2 separate regions of the Oryzias latipes genome follow, and region 1 is linked to region 2. Evidence: chromatin contacts called from public Hi-C data. All regions are on one chromosome and are shown on one strand. Each heading gives the region's core, a stretch centred on a gene start, on an enhancer-like site or on the middle of the called end of the contact. The rest is flanking DNA. Distances are from core to core; before and after follow the strand shown. Region 1 has its middle 15 kb from the start of LOC101161079. Region 2 has its middle 28 kb from the start of LOC100049521.

Region 1 (2,807 bases), core at 51-2,550, 45 kb after region 2:
TAAAACCTTTAAAGACCCCCTCCAGTCATCTTTTGAGCTCTTTTCAACAACAATTTAAATAAATAAATATTCAGAAATGCACATTTTAGCTTCAATATCTTAATATATGTCATTCATCATTTAAAAAAAAGCCCAAAGTTGATGTTAAAATGGCAAAAACATTAGTTTTTCTTGTATTGGGTCTTTAAAGGAGAATTAGTGAAGAGGCCAGTGAAGACAGGAGCTGTGCGTCTCCATGTGTCTGTCAAAGACAAAGATGTCACGTTGTCAGACCCAACAAAGCATCGCATGCAGAGCTGATCTCCGGGAGACAGAAATGCTGTCACAAATGGAAGGAGGTGAAGGAGGTCTGAAGGTGAAGCTCCATCACCTCCTCCTCCTTTGAAGAGGTAACCATGGAAACTGGATCTTTAGCTCAACCAGAAGCAGACGTTTGGGGATTTCGGACTTTATCATAATGTACAAACGTTTTGAAGACTCAGAATCTACCTTGAATTTACTGTTTTCCCTGAAACAAGAGTACTTTTAGAAGATTGTAAATCCACGAGTGATATTTAAAATACTGGGAATTGTAAAACAGTTTTATTAAAACTTTCAAACTCACTGTAAAAATAAAAAAGGTTCAGAGAATTTTTGGGAGAATTAGGAAATCTGGAAAACCACTGTGAGTAAAAAATGTACAAATTAACAATAATTATCTAAAATCTCATTATGTTTATTTAGTTTTTTGTTAATTTAGTTTTAGAGAGCGCAACTCTGTTAAATTAAGCTTTTTGGTGATGAAGTTGAGTCTTTTGTGGGGGGGTTTCACAATTTCATGTGTAGTTTTTTCTCAGATTTTATAGAAAAAATGCTTAAACAAATCACTTATTCAGACACAGTTGAGGATTAGCATCAACCTAAAACTGTTGGTGTAGAGTCTGCTTTTATCCAAACCCTCCATTTCTGTACAAATGCTTTTCTTCATCTCACATGTCAGAAACTTCACTGAAATCTTTATATATTCTGGACATTCACTTTTCTCCAAACAGGTTGGATGATGTCTGGATTCAAATTTCCTCAGTGTCCAGTTTTGTCCTTAACGCAGTCCAGGGTCCGGTCTTGATTGGACCAGTCCGTCTCCTTTTACCGCTCCACGGGGGCGACATTACGGACCAGTGGGGGTGTCTTTTGAAAGCTTTGAGAGAGAAAAAGGGGGTAGATGATTTGGCATTAGGTCATCTCCAACCCCTCCTGCTCCGCGTCTGAGGGTCTGACAGGTCTCATCATGGAGGGGACCTGCCGGGCAGATTGACAACTCAATGAGGCGACCAGCGCCGCGCTTTTACAAGCACCATTTCACGGCCTCTGCCTTTGTATGACAAACCCAATATACCCTCAGCTACCATCCCCAAGCTCACATTTTTTCTTTCTTTTCTTTCTTTGCAGGACCCCTCCCTACCACTGTCCTGTCTGTGTGCTGCTTGAGTTTGAAGGTTTTTAAAGTTCCTGTTCTTCTTCTGAAATAGCCAGAAAGCTTCTTAGTGCTTGAACTCAAAAGGCTTTAGTCGTATTCTTTAAATCTAAAAAACTCAAATAGGTTGCTGGAATGCTTCAGTATTGCTGCACATTTTATTTTTGTTTTTGCACACTAAAAAGTGCAGAGGGATTGCAAAATGAGTGTTTAATAACCTGCAGAGCCACAATTTGTTTTAAAATGGAAATTTAAGACAATGTATTTCGAAGGTTTCCTTTAAAATCCTACAATAATCTTTGCTGAAGACGAGCAAGAGTGTCTAAAAATGATAATACTGTATTTGTCAGATACCAAGCTGAGACGAAAGAAGAAGTCCAGAGATGGAGGGAAAATAAATTCCCTCCCTATCATTTCATAGGGACGGAATGAAGAAGGGAGGGAAAGTGGGAGGCTTGGACGGGTGGAGATACCGTTACGCTTTGCTGCTTCTCAATTGAAGTCTCTGCACCAGCCACAAAACCTGGCTCGCTCCGTATACCTCATGTTTGCATGTGAAAGCCCGGCTCCATTGTTGGGGCCTAACTGCACATTTAACCTGTCTGGAATGAAAGAAAGGGGGGATATTTTCCTGCCTGTCCCTCCCCTCAGCCTTTTTTCTCTCGTCTTAACAAACCAATTAGCTGGACATTTCAGCCAAAGAGGGCTTCTTTAAAAACATGTGTTAAATTAGGAATAATCAGCTTCACTGATGTTTCATCCTCAGCCAGAACGGAGAGAAAAAAAGTAGAACTTTTTCCAGCTTTTATGTTAGTTTGAGATCTAAATTTGTACTTTTGAGGTGTTTGAAGCTGAACCTTACACAAATATTTACTAGAAAAAGAAATAAACCCCCCCTAAGAAAACCAAAATGTTCAGCTAGGAATGAAATAATCTTGTTGCTGAATTCAGCAAGTTAAAGTTTAAAAGTAAATAAATGAGAGAACACCGAATGTTTTTCCTCATAAGTTGATAATAATAGTCTTTTTCAGCAGAGGGTTTAAAAACAGCTCCTCCTGTGTCGGAGTCGCGGTGATGGCAGGTTTTGATGCGGCCAGCGTCCACAGGGCCGCCGCTCACGCTGGGACACTGAGTGGGGATCGGTTTTTCTGCCAGAGCCTCTGGCTTTTCTTTGAAATCTGCAGAGGAGTGTGGTTTGGCTCTGAAAAGACGCTGTCCAGTACAATCAAGCTCAAGTCCAAGCGAGCTGTGTGGAACATGAAGTTTGGGAGTTTCTGTTTATCTGTGTCGCCCACAGACCCACTGTTGATGATTTAAGAAGCTTTTTTGATGATTTTTAGCAAATCATAGTTAA
Region 2 (2,741 bases), core at 48-2,547:
AATCCCAATTAAAAGACCACTAGGAACACTTTTAAATAAATTTAAAAGATGACCAAAGCGGGTCTTTATGCTACTTTATTTCAATCAGATATATGTAGGTATTTAATGTTTTGCTTTTTTAAATGAAATTTCTTTAGTCTTGTTGGGGATTATAAACTATTTCTTAGTTTAATTTATGCAAACCGAGCAAAAATTAACACACACAGCAACAGTTAAATGAAGTAAACATGAAAATTAGACACAAATTATGTAAAAAACAAAGAAACACAAATAATGAGGTTGTTTTTATACTTTATTTTAACACCAAGTTTTAGGTGTTGTACTCCTTTGTTATTTTAAATCACTTGCACATATTGACACTTTTTTCCCTTATATATATATTTTTAGTCTTTTTCTAGTTTTAGCCAAAACATCAAATGTTTCCCTTGAGTAAGTGGTTCGTACTATCTCCAACCAATCCAGGAGGGTCCACTCTCTAGACCATTTGTTGGTCACAGCCTTTTTTGCTGATTAAAAGTAGAACCTTTGTTTGGTATTCATCCAATTTCAAAACATTGTCTTCTGTTTTATCCTCCCAGTTACATAACCAAACTTGATGAAGGTGATTTCCCAGAAGACCCTTTACTGTATTTTCTACTACATTCAAAGAAGAATGTATTTTAGGACATGGCTAATAGATAGGTGGTTCGAAATAAAACTTTAAGTTTGATTTGATTGATAGCTCACTACTGAACAGTCTCATTTAAGATTCATGAAAAAGAGACATGTAATTTGATTTCAGCTTTAATAAATTTTTATATTCAACCTACAAAATCTCCAACCTAATTGTTTTTTCATATTTCTATCATAAGGGAAGCATTTTTGTTTTGTTTTTCTGTAATAAAATCCAACAACTTTCTTATGATTTGTTTTTTTTGGGCGGAGAACTGCTCTGCTGAATCCCCGTTAGGGCTGTGCGCCTTTGCCAGAGCTTCAACGAAAGCTAAGTCTGGACATCTCACTCAGTTCTGGGATTTGTCGTGTCATAGTTCCTGAAAAAATCTGAACGTCTTGGTGAATTTTTGGGGCAAACACAATCATAAAGCCAGGTTGTAGGTTTGTAACTGGCCGTGGTGTCGGACACCAAAATCCATCTCAGTCATTTACCGTCACTGCTCTGTAGAACTCTCCTGGCCTTTCTGCAGTCGCTGTGAGGTTCTGTGCTGAGCGTGGAAATAAGAGGCAGGTGTTCAGGGCCGTCCAGCTGAAGTCTCCTGAGAGGGGCTGGGGGTCAGAGAGGTCAGAGGTCAGTGCGCACGTGTGCAACTCTGCGCACTCGAGAGGGTTCTGGTATAAAGGTGGACATTAGTGGGTTTGTGTGCATCTATGCGCGTCCTGTGCGTTTAGGGGACGTTTTGTCATCAGGACGTACAGCTGCAGAGCGGATGATTGGTCCCACGGGAGGAAAAACAGAGGCTTTTTGTTTTGTCTCAAACACACACACACACACTCACCGTGCCGTTGTGGTTTAAAAACACACAAAAGCTTTCACTGCAAAGTGGAGTCCCAGCATCCTTTCAATGACAGGAAGTGGTAAGTAATTGTCCACCTGGACACAACCCACTATGGCCCCCAAACTGTCCAACTCCAACCTTTTGTTGGATTAACTTTAGCTTTTTTGTATTACAAAAATCTGTAAATATGCATTTTGATTTCAAAGGTCACACAATGTCTTTACAATGCAATAAAAAATTTTTTTTTATTGCTGATGAGAAATCACTTTGTACTATATGGACAAATAGTGGATTTTGGAGAAAAACAATTAAAGTTAAATTAAGTAAATTAAATAAAGAATTAAAAAGGGGTTAAAAATCTAAAGTAGAAATTCTTTTTGCAGCACCATTGCAACTACTGCTTTTTGGGTAGACACAGAAACACAGAAACAAAAGAAATCAATCAGTTCATCACACGACAGCCAAAACACCGGTTAGCAAACTACCCTCAAAGCATGATCATTTGGGTGTAACGATTATCGACAGTGAATTGTATCAACAGCCAAATACTGCATTGTAATGTTAATTGAATTGTTGTTAAAACGAACTGTTACACCCCTGATGATAATCATTTCAATCTGCAGGAAAGAATTGCAGCACAAAGTAAATGAAACGACATATTGGCTCCAACTTCATTCATTTGCCTTCACGCTGCTCAAACAGAGACGGTTACTCACGTCAATAAAAAGGACTTGAGACTTTACATGCAGATACTTGGGACTTGTCAGGATTGAAAGTAGGGATTTAAGTGAGACTGTGAACCACGTTCATTGTGTTTTACCACCTTCAGGAAATTCTCTCATTCATTTCATGACTTGATACGTGTCAGGTCCATCCATCTTCTAAACCCATTTTTGTCCCTTTCAGGGTCACGTGGCTGCTGGAGCCTAACCTGGCAACTCGCGGTCAAATGCAAGGGACACCCTGGACAGCTCACTAGTCTGACGCAGGGTCACAATCACACACCCATATACACACACGCATTCACATCTCGGGCACCTATTAACCTATAAAACATGTTTTTGAGCGGTTGGAGGAAGCCGGAGATCCCAGAAAAACAGGCATGCACTGGGAGAACATGCAAAATCCACACAGAAAGGTCCCCCAATAGTGATTCTGTTTCAGGTCCCCCCAGTCGGGACTTGAACCGGGGCCTTCTTACTATGAGGCAAGAGCGCTAACCAACATTGAAATATCTGTACTATTTTC

What was found. A called contact is a pair of places that touch in the nucleus more often than the background predicts.
Region 1: a Hi-C map of embryo shows a contact between it and region 2, with 1.7 times the contacts expected there. The contact joins two enhancer-like sites. A contact is called at or near these places in 2 of 5 Hi-C or Micro-C datasets (embryo and gastrula embryo).

The regions. Positions count from the first base shown.
Region 1 is chr14:24,542,086-24,544,892 of ASM223467v1, forward strand. No RefSeq gene overlaps it. Among protein-coding and RNA genes, the nearest start is that of LOC101161079, 15 kb to the right of the region's middle. Within about 2 kb of position 1,301, at least 1 of the 8 cell types and tissues checked has an H3K27ac peak or open chromatin away from gene starts, as enhancers often do. A contact at or near this core is called in embryo, where this site is marked.
Region 2 is chr14:24,496,939-24,499,679 of ASM223467v1, forward strand. No RefSeq gene overlaps it. Among protein-coding and RNA genes, the nearest start is that of LOC100049521, 28 kb to the left of the region's middle. Within about 2 kb of position 1,298, at least 3 of the 8 cell types and tissues checked have an H3K27ac peak or open chromatin away from gene starts, as enhancers often do. A contact at or near this core is called in embryo, where this site is marked.